Linked DNA regions of Gossypium raimondii: region 2 is linked to region 1. A link is a contact called in public Hi-C data. All regions are on one chromosome and are shown on one strand. Each heading gives the region's core, a stretch centred on a gene start, on an enhancer-like site or on the middle of the called end of the contact. The rest is flanking DNA. Distances are from core to core; before and after follow the strand shown. Region 1 has its middle 14 kb from the start of LOC105804256. Region 2 holds the start of LOC105804255 (inositol-3-phosphate synthase).

Region 1 (5,508 bases), core at 1,149-3,648:
TATTTTTATAATAAATTTACACAAATTTTACTTATTTTCGACAGTTTTGCACAAAGGTTAAAAATTGGCTCGAAAGACACTTTGGAAGGTTTGAACCGTTGGGGTGATTCTTTGCATCAAATAGAGCAAGAAAGAGGCCAATTATTTTTTCCAGCAATAGATGGTCCAATAATGAATATAATACATGTTATAATTAATTTTAATTCACTTCATGTTGGGTTAAAATTATTAATTATAACATGAATTAAAAAATGAGGCCCAATTGTGCTAATAAAAGAAGACTAATTCAACAAGAGAAATGACAACCCAAAACCGTCCAATAAGTTGACCTAATTAGGTTATTTAGCTGATTTTATTACTTGCAAAATAGCCCTTAAAGTTTCTTTAAACTCCATTCAAACCCTTCACTTTTCATGCCTTTGAATATTTGCCCCAAGTTAAATATAGCAAAGTTTGAATTATTCAAACTTGCTCCTTTTGTGGCTGACCAAGGAAGAGTGTATGACTGCTAATTATTTGCTATTTTTAGCAGCCACTCCCACTTATAAATACCCCCTTTTTTACCTTATTCAACACACCATTCATTCCCACATATCTCTCTCTTTCACTTACTTTTCTCTTTTCCATTCCCTTTCTTGTTTTCCCATTTCCCTTACTGATTTCCCTTGCTGATTTCCCAATTGTGCTAATAAAAGAAGAGGAGCGCACTAGTCTAGCTTCAGAGAAATCCTGGATTCACTTCCTAGTTCCCTTCTCTTTTATTTTCTTGTTTATGTTGTGATCATGAATATGAATAATTGTTGAATTGTTGTTCTTTTTTTTTCTTTTTCTAATTAAAATGTCTTAAATTTAATTCATGTGAGATTGATTGCATTTTGTCCACTTAAATTATTAAAATCATGTTTGTGTCGTTCTAGGCCTTGATAAGTTGTTCAATTAAATAAAACCATACTTATGTTATACTTGCATTATAAAATGTAAGGTAATGAATGAATTAATTATTAAATGTATTGAAATTGTAATTAATTGATACAATATTTAATTGGTGCATGCTTAATCTTCTAAGGTAGTTATGGGTTAAATTAACAACTACATTAAACGATACATTAGCCTTACATAACTTGCAAGATTATTGTGATTAAATTGTTTCAATATAGAAATATATTGTTACATCACTTAATCTTATATGTGCTTATGAAGATTGATTAATTGTTTGAATTGGCATTGAGAAATGTTCAAGAGATTGGTTAATTTAGTAAGTATGTATGTGCGATAATTAACAAATTACAAAGTTGTCGTGAAAATATTCGTAACAACATGAACACGAGTTTAGTAATTCTAAGTTAATGAATGTAATTGATCTAACATAATTATGACATATTTATTAAAACTCATCTTTTTGAAATTGTGCATTGGAATTTTTACTTTTTATTTTTTTTACTTAGTTGATATTTAATTTTTAAATCACTTCTTCAAAACAACATATTTTCCCATTACCAAAGTGTTTGATTTACATTTCATAAATATTTTCTTTCACAGTCCCTGTGGTATGATAACTCGACATTTACTTGTCACTTTATTACTTGTTGTGATTGTGTACACTTGCACATTTCTGTCGTTCAACCTATGTAGACTAATGGACACATTCGGCCATAAATGGGAATACATGAATTTAAAAGGGCCAATAAACTAAAGTTTATGTTATTCAAACATTAAAAGCATGTGTGACCAGCCATGTTCATGCTCCTTTGTCGTCCATGCACTTGGATTTAAGGTGGTGGCTGCATTTAATGCGTTGGAGGAGAGTACATGCATACTTAATGTTTAAGTTTTCTTTAAGAATCTCCTACTTCCCCTGGGTGGACGGTGGCTTTATGATGCATGGAAATAACCAATAGACAGCTTCTAGAAGGCTATTCCAATGGTCTCATTCAGCTCCCATTTGAACGATGCAATTGATTAAGCAATTATTGGCCAAAAGGTCTCTTTTCAAGCTGAAACGAATAATCCTTTATCAACCTTTAAAGGGTGGTCAACCATTGATACTCCTAGGACACACTTAAACACACCATTAGGATACATACATACTAATTATCATGTCATAGAATTGGACACATTAAAGATGCATAAGACTAATACATATATTAATGGCGCCATAACATACTTTAGGACATGTTAAAGATGCAACACACAGACATAATTAAGACACTTATAAACTATATTAATTAGGTAATGAAAAAGACACAATCATGACATATACTAAATTAAAATTAAAATTAAAATTAAAATATGTGAAACTAATTAAATAAAATTAAAATGGACGGTTGAGCCTTAAGAGCCCACTTGCACAACACTGCAAGGGCTTAAGTTTTTATCATAGGCCCAATAAGTGTTTTTCTTGTCTCTTTTGGCCCAAGTTTGTTTGATTAAACCCGCAATTGTTTCGTTGAATCCCCTAGCTCTAGCAGGAACATAATAAATGCTTGCCATATGGGTCTGCAGAAGCTTTTGGAAGAATTTCCTTACATATTTGGTACTTGTACAAGCTTGCCACCACCAAGACCCCAGGATCATAAAATCCCTTTACATGATGAAATGTGGTGGTTAAAATCAGGCATTATAGGTTTCCCACTATTCAGAAGGCTGAGATAGAGAAGATCATTCAAGAAATGCTACACATGAGAATTATTAGGGATAGTACAAGTTTGTTTGCTTCCCCAATAGTGATGGTGAAAAAAAATGGTAACTGAAGGCTCTGTGTGGATTACAGACAACTCAACTAGCTAACCATTAAGGATAAGTTCCCTATCCCTATCATCAAGGAGTTTCTGGATGAATTGAATCATGCACGAAGTTGATAGGGATAGGGATAGGGAACTTAGGGATAGGGATATCAACTTCAGGATATTACCAAATAATAATGCATGAAGTTGATATCCATAAAACTGCTTTCAAGACTCATGAGGGGCATTATAAGTTTTTGGTGATGCCCTTTTTGGCTCACTAATGCTCCTTCAAGTTTCCAAGCACTCATGAATGACATTTTAAGCCTCTTCTAAGAAAGACAGTCCTGGATTTTTTTATGATATATTGGTGTTTTCAGCAAATTGAACTGAACACATTGAACACCTTGGAGTGGTTTTTTAGATACTGAGACAACATCAACTATTTGTCAAAAAAAGCTAGTGCTCTTTTGACACTTAGTAGGTAGAGTACTTAGGACATGTGATAGCTAGAGGGATTGTGGCCATGGACAAGAATAAGGTGGATTGTGTAGCAAATTAGTCTGTACCTACTTGTGTAAATGAGTTAAAGAGTTTTTTTTAGGTCTCACTGGCTATTACAGGCGTTTTATCAAGGACTATGGTCTTTTAGCTCAACCTCTTACCAACCTCCTCAAGAAGAATGCTTCGAAGTAGGAAGATCAAGCTACCACTGTCTTCCAACAGTTGAAAGAGGCCCTATGTTCAACACTTGTGCTCACTCTACCTGATTTCTAACTGGAAATTTATGTGGATACAGATGCCTCAGGTTTTGGGGTAGGAGCTGTGCTTCAGCAAAAAGGCAAACCAATAGCTTTTTTTAACAAGGGGTTGGGGGTAAGGAATTAGACACTATCGATCTATGAAAAAGAAATGATGATTGTGTTACTGGCAGTAAGGAAATGACATGCTTACCTGGTGGGGAGGTATTTCATGATTCGGATAGATCATCAAAGTTTGAGGTTTCTATCAGACCAACAAGCAATCACCCTATTTCAGCAAAGGTGGGTTGTACAAAATTTAGGGTATGACTATGAAGTTGTTTATAGGAGGGGATTGAGCAATGTTGTAGCTGATGCTCTCTCGAGGATCAAGTCTATCATCACTGGTCAGGTTTGGCAAATGACAGAGGTCACTGTGGTTTCTGACTTACTAAACAAGGTATAAACGCTTTACCTCTCTGATTTAAAGCTCCATAAATTCTGTGAGGAAGTTAAGAACAAATCTTCTCCACACCCCAAGTATGCATGGGATGGGAGATTTAATGTATCTGCTTCAAGAAATTTAATAGTGTCTCTACTGTATTGAAAAGGTATGTCCAAGGATATTAAGGCTTGGATCAAAGAATATCCTACATGTCAAAGATGCAAGCCTAAAACTGTAGCTAAGCTTGGGTTGCTATAACCATTGCCAATACCAGATAGGGCATGGTCTTCTATTAGCATGGATTTTATAAAAGGTCTTCCAAAATCCAACGGCAAGTCTATGATACGGGTTGTGGTTGAATGACTTACAAAATTTGGACATTTTCTGGCCATATCCCACCCCTATACAACAACGATAGTGGCTCAGAAATACATGGATCACATTGTCAAATTACATAGTCTGCCTAACTCTATAATCTTAGATAGAGACAGAATCTTTGTCAGCAACTTTTGGTAGGACCTTTTCAAGTGAGTTGGGACAAAGTTGCATCTTTCAATTGCCTATCACCCTGAGTCTGATGGACAGAAAGATGTGTTAAACAAGTGTCTTGAAGGATATCTCAGGTGTATGATAGGGAAAAGGCCTGGTGATTGGCTACATTGGCTTCCCCTAGCAGAGTGGTGGTATAATTCCACTCGTCACTTAGCCATCCATACCACTCCATATGAGGCACTCTATGGCCAACATCCTCCACACCATGTACCTTATTTGGCTGGTGCTTCTCTAGTAATTATGGTGGATAAAAGCTTGCAACAAAGGGAAGCTGCTAGGAAGATGGTGCAATTTCATTTTAAAAGAGCTTAAGATCCAATAAGGCAGCATGCATATAAACATAGGAATGAGAGGCAGTTTAAGGAAGGTGATTTGGTTTATCTGAGGCTGCAACCTTACAGGCAACACTTTGGCAAAAGAAGATGGAATTAGAAGTTGTCTCCCAAGTATTTTGGGCCTTTTCCAGTAGTAGCTCGAGTAGGAAAGGTAACATATAGGTTACAACTTCCTCCTAGCTTAAGAGTGCATCCTACATTTCATGTCTCGTAGCTTAAGAAGCATGTGGGAGTGGCTCCTGTGTAGAATGTGTTACTTGTGGTAAATGCTAGTGGAGCATGGGCCAAAGAACCAACTCATCTTTTGGACCGTTGTATGGTACAGAAGGGAAATCATGCAGCTATTGAGATTCTGGTGGAATGGGCCAATTCTTTTCCTGAAGATGCTACTTGGGAATCCCTTGAGCAAATTAGAGCCAAATTTCCTCAATTTGATCCTTGAGGACAAGGATTGTTGTAGGAGAGGAGTAATCGTTATGAGTTAAAAAATATAGTAAAAACGGTGTGTAGTAGTTCCAAGTGAAATAGGGTGTATAAAAGTTTTAGTGAAACGGGGTGTTTTGATCTTAGTGAAATTGGCATATAGAAGCTTTAGTGAAACGGAGCATTTTGATCCAAGTCAGCTTTGGTAGTAGCCAACTTTGGAGTCATTATTGTTTTCTCTTTCTTCCTTTTCTTTTTAACCAATGGTTGTAACAAAGAGAAGGCATGAA
Region 2 (5,508 bases), core at 1,358-3,857, 160 kb after region 1:
AATAGCTAAAAGATACTATAATAGGGCTTGTTCCAATACATCATTAGTGATGTACCTGAACATGGCCATTGACTTTAACACAACTTATTATTTTGAGTGTTTTAAGCTTCTGAAAGTTTGTTTTATGTTCTGAATAATTCCAATCACCTAGTTCCAAAATGATTTTGAAATGTTTCCAAAGCCTCTCATTCATATCAAACTCTATCTAAAGACTTTAATTAGTGATTTTTAAATTGTATTATCTTGAATTTTAAGCTGCAATTGTAGTGGTTATGTCGAGGTAACATTGCTTATCCATGTCGATCATCAGAATGAGTAAGGGGTGTTACATCTATAGATGGGTTGAAAATCATTAATTAAATTTACCAAAGCGGCCATTTTTCTTGTCAGTTGACTTGTGGTGCATTTTTTGATAAGATCCTACCAATTCTAGGTTAAGATGTCTTCATATTGATTACAAATTTGTCTTTTAACTTCGAAACGCACTTTGAATCACTTTATTTTTTGTTCGAGAGATCAAGTTATAGTCATTTTTGTGAAGATTGCATGGACATAATTTTCTATATGTGATTTAAGCGAGAATATGTATAAGCTTTGATATCATATTAGTTTCAATTTTAAGGCTTCATTTTTATTATATATAAGCTTAAAATTCATTTATAAATTATTATATTTTAGGAATGTATTTACCTGTTCAAGTATTTTAGATTAATTTAGCTTAAAGAGTATTATACTGGGTCAATTGCTTGAAGATAAAGGAAGGGATGTTTCCTTGTTTTCTAATTAGTTTAACCCTATACATATATATTTGACATTATGGTTTCTATAGCCACCATATATATTATATGTTTGATTATTTTGATTAATAAAATTGCTTTAATAGAGTTTTTCTTTTCTTTTTCTTTTTCCCTTTCAAGACTAGCTTATTGTGATTTTTTTTATAAACTTTTACTTCAATTCTTTAAGGATTGTTATTGAGGGGGTTCATCAAAACTTTAGCTTCCCTAATTTAAACCAATTGGGAGGGTTGGTTAAAAGTCCCTTTTGATTTACTGTTGGTCCTTGTTCAAGGAAGCTAAGCTATCTATCCATCTACCCACCATTCATCATCGATCTTCTATTTTCAGTTTCATCAATACATTCTTCCATCTTGGATTATTTTCTTTAAGTCTTTAATTTTAGAAATTTTGCTTTGAATATTAAGATTTTGAGTTAATTGCACTAAAAATTCCTAAATTATAACTCCCATTCTAAATTGGTCCCTAAGTTTTTGAAAACATTCTAATTGCATCCTTAAAACTATTGATATTATATCAATTAAGTTCTACAATTATTAAAACTAATAATTTAACTGTTAAACGGTATGTCAAATTTTGTGTGGCATAATTTAAAATAAAATTTTAAAGAAAAGTAAACTGTTATCTGCATAAATTTTAAAAGTAAAACTAAAAATATAATAAAACTGAAAAGAGAGAGTTAGTAATAAAAGTTCTTGTAAAAGCTTTGAAAACCTCAAAACTAATATTTTTACAATTTCATTTTTACAACATTCATTTTTCTTTAAAATTTTCATTTTAAACTATGTCACATAATATTTAACATATCATTTAACAATTAAATTAATAATTTTAATAATGAAAGAACCTTATTAATCTACATTAATAATTTGAGGAGTATTTTAAAATTTAGAGACTAATTTAAAATGAAGATTATAGTTTAAGGATATATGATACAATTAACTATAAAATTTTACATTGAATTTTCAAGTTCTTAAAGTTCTTGAAAATCCCTCTGTCACGACTTTCTTCTTTTCTAAGAGCCCCAGATTGAATTTAACAAACCTAACACTAAACTCACTAAATTTTACAATTTAAGATTTCATCCGAGGTACTTGCACAGCAAAATGCATTTATATTATACAACTCGAGCTTGAACACAAATTTTAACACTATTACCCGATCCGTTTCGAGTTTAATTTAACTAATAAAAAATATTTTTAAAAGTTTCAAATTAATTAATTTTATGTCAATTAAAAATATAATTTTAATATTTTATTGTTTTTAAATATTAAAATGGATGTTTGAGCGGACAAACCAACCCAAAAATAAATTTAAATCAAAAAAAATTTCAAACTAAACCTCCACCCAGCTCAACCCATAGATACCTTATGCACCCCACTACATCGGTGCAGTTACAGTTAGGGACAATTGCCCGCTTAGTACACCGGTGCAGTTACAGTTAGGGACAATTGCCCACTTAGTACCTCATTGGATGTCACGGTGTCACCCGACCGGTGCATGAGTAGAGCCATGCATTTTCCGTCGACTACATTCAAAGGGCGTGGATTCCACAGCTACCGAAAATCCTTTTCCTGCACTTGATCACGCCACGTGTTAATCACAACCAAACGTGTCACAAACGAAACCTCCTCCTCACACGTGCCTTTCCGTGCCTGTGGCTCCATTCAATGGTCCAGTTAAGAAACTTGCATGGCGTAGATTCTCCTAAAACCAAACCACCAATTGAAAAATTTTACGTGCGGGCATCAAGCATTCACGCTGCTCCGCGTGTAGACATCTCCTCTATATATACACTTCCCCGGTCCCTAACAATGGAGCACCAAAGCTTTAAAACAAACCCAAAAAACAAAGCAGTGTTTCAAGAACAGAATATCGGCAAAAATGTTCATTGAGAGCTTTAAGGTTGAGAGTCCATATGTCAAGTACACAGACAATGCAATCCAGTCGGTGTACAACTATGAGACTACTGAGCTTGTTCATGAGAACAGGGATGGAACCTATCAATGGGTTGTCAAGCCCAAGACTGTTAAATATGAATTCAGAACTGATATCCATGTCCCTAAACTGGGGTTAGAATCTAAAACTACTCATTTCTTCTGGGTTTCCTTTTCTGGGTTTGTGTTAAAACTTTGCATTAAATTTATTTTATGTTCTAGGGTAATGCTTGTTGGATGGGGAGGAAACAATGGCTCAACCCTGACTGGTGGTGTTATAGCTAACCGATGGCGAGTTTTATTTTATTTTGTTTATTTATATTTACATTTTTTCTGTTTAGTTTTGATTGTTGATTTTGAGGATATGGGTAATGGATATTCTCAGGGGAGTGTCCTGGGCCACTAAGGACAAGGTGCAACAAGCTAATTACTTTGGTTCACTTACTCAAGCATCAACTATCCGAGTTGGGTCTTACAACGGGGAGGAGATTTATGCTCCTTTTAAGAGCCTTCTTCCTATGGTATTAAACTGGATTTTTCATTTTTATGATAGTTTCTTAACTTGTTATTCGTCGGAATGCTAAAGACAAGTAACAATATATAAAAACAGGTCAACCCAGAGGATATTGTATTTGGAGGATGGGACATAAGTGACATGAACCTTGCTGATGCAATGGCTAGAGCCAAGGTCTTTGACATTGATCTGCAAAAACAGCTAAGGCCCTACATGGAATCCATGGTCCCACTCCCTGGAATATACGACCCAGATTTCATTGCTGCCAACCAAGGTGAACGTGCCAATAACGTCATCAAGGGTACCAAGAAAGAACAAGTTCAGCAAATCATTAAAGATATTAGGTATTATAATTAGTTCTAGCCTCCGGAGAATTTTGTTAAAGCTGAAAAGAGTTTATTTTGGCACTACGACTGTGGCTGACCTTTTTATTTGTGTTTGGATTAGGGAGTTCAAGGAGAAAAACAAGGTGGACAAGGTGGTTGTACTCTGGACTGCAAACACTGAGAGGTACAGCAATGTCGTTGTGGGGCTAAACGACACCATGGAGAACCTGTTGGCTTCTTTTGAGAAGAATGAGTCAGAGATTTCTCCTTCCACTTTGTACGCTATCGCTTGTGTTTTTGAGGATGTTCCCTTCATCAATGGAAGCCCACAAAACACATTTGTTCCAGGTTCTAAATCAACTGAGCTATCTTCTCTTTTAATTCTTTGAAATGTTATGGAATTGGTCTTTTAATGATCTGTAATCATATCCAGGGTTAATTGATTTGGCTATCCAGAGGAACTGTCTGATTGGAGGAGACGATTTTAAGAGTGGCCAGACCAAGATGAAATCCGTTCTAGTGGATTTCCTTGTTGGGGCTGGTATCAAGGTACAAATCTTTCAACTTCATGACACTATCTATCACAATAATTTGTAGACTAGGCAAAGGATACCAACAAAATTAGGAGTACATGCATGTGGTTTGGAAGTAGCTTATGTCAGGATAAAGATAATAATGTGACATTGATGGGTAGTAATTGTGTACTAATGGTGATGAAAAATTAACAGCCAACATCAATAGTGAGCTACAACCATCTGGGAAACAATGATGGCATGAATCTATCAGCTCCCCAAACTTTCCGCTCCAAGGAGATCTCCAAGAGCAATGTTGTGGATGACATGGTCTCAAGCAATGGAATCCTTTATCAACCCGGTGAACATCCTGATCATGTTGTGGTCATCAAGGTAATAAGTTTACCCATCTCAGCCACTTCATGCACTTGCAAACTGAGACCTTCAAAATTAATTAATGTGCACTTTTGTCTCTTTCTGTATGTTGTAGTATGTGCCATATGTTGGAGATAGCAAGAGAGCCATGGATGAGTACACATCAGAGATATTCATGGGAGGCAAGAACACCATTGTGTTGCATAACACATGCGAGGACTCCCTGTTGGCTGCTCCCATCATCCTAGATTTGGTTCTCCTTGCTGAGCTTAGCACCAGGATCCAGCTCAAAGCTGAAGGAGAGGTATGACTCGGTGGTTAACTCTTCTAGGTTTGACCATTAATACTGACATGAAGTTTCATTGTACAGGGCAAGTTCCACTCTTTCCACCCTGTGGCTACTATCCTCAGTTACCTAACCAAGGCCCCTCTTGTGAGTCCTTTGTTTTTTTATGTCATGCAAGAATGTGAACAGAATCTTGAGAATCACGAGATTCACTCCTTCAGGTTAAATTTGGTCAGTAATGAGCCGTTTGGTGAAAACAGGTTCCACCAGGCACACCCGTGGTGAATGCACTGTCAAAGCAACGTGCAATGCTGGAGAACATACTGAGGGCCTGTATTGGCTTGTCCCCTGAAAACAACATGATTCTGGAGTACAAGTGAAAATCGAGGAGAGAAAAAGTGGAACAAGTATTGGTCCTTGCAACTTTAGGACCATTTTCCCTTTCTCTTTCATAAAAGATGTGGTCCGTGTTGTCACACTTTGTAATGGTTTTATGGTTGATATATTTTCATCTTTGTTTCTCTCTCTGTTTCTTGATGGCGCTCATGTAACACCTCCTGTCGCTCAAGCTTGAGCAAGCAATCTCTTTCGTGGAAATAGATATGATAATGATAATATGAAAGTTTATTTAATATGTTCAATCCACCATCTCTTATATTTCTGTTAGTCCTGCCCTGCAACTGCTCGGTTATATCTCTGATTGAAGTATTAGAAATTAACTCCATCTCCTTGGTTTTCTGGTGAAACTTAATAATCCTTTT

Evidence for each region. Hi-C and Micro-C count contacts between places; a contact is called where the count stands out from the background.
Region 2: a Hi-C map of leaf shows a contact between it and region 1, with 2.1 times the contacts expected there. The contact joins the promoter of LOC105804255 here to the enhancer-like site in region 1. A contact is called at or near these places in 2 of 2 Hi-C or Micro-C datasets (both in leaf).

Annotation. Positions count from the first base shown.
Region 1 is chr11:28,404,418-28,409,925 of ASM2569854v1, forward strand. No RefSeq gene overlaps it. Among protein-coding and RNA genes, the nearest start is that of LOC105804256, 14 kb to the left of the region's middle. Within about 2 kb of position 2,399, the one cell type or tissue checked has open chromatin away from gene starts, as enhancers often do. A contact at or near this core is called in leaf, where this site is marked.
Region 2 is chr11:28,561,768-28,567,275 of ASM2569854v1, forward strand. It overlaps LOC105804255 (inositol-3-phosphate synthase), which reads left to right and starts at 2,608. Exons shown (of 10, transcript XM_012636778.2): 1 at 2,608-2,869; 2 at 2,957-3,025; 3 at 3,120-3,255; 4 at 3,345-3,592; 5 at 3,696-3,922; 6 at 4,008-4,123; 7 at 4,303-4,479; 8 at 4,577-4,765; 9 at 4,832-4,894; 10 at 5,008-5,388. The coding sequence starts at 2,682. The coding sequence ends at 5,127.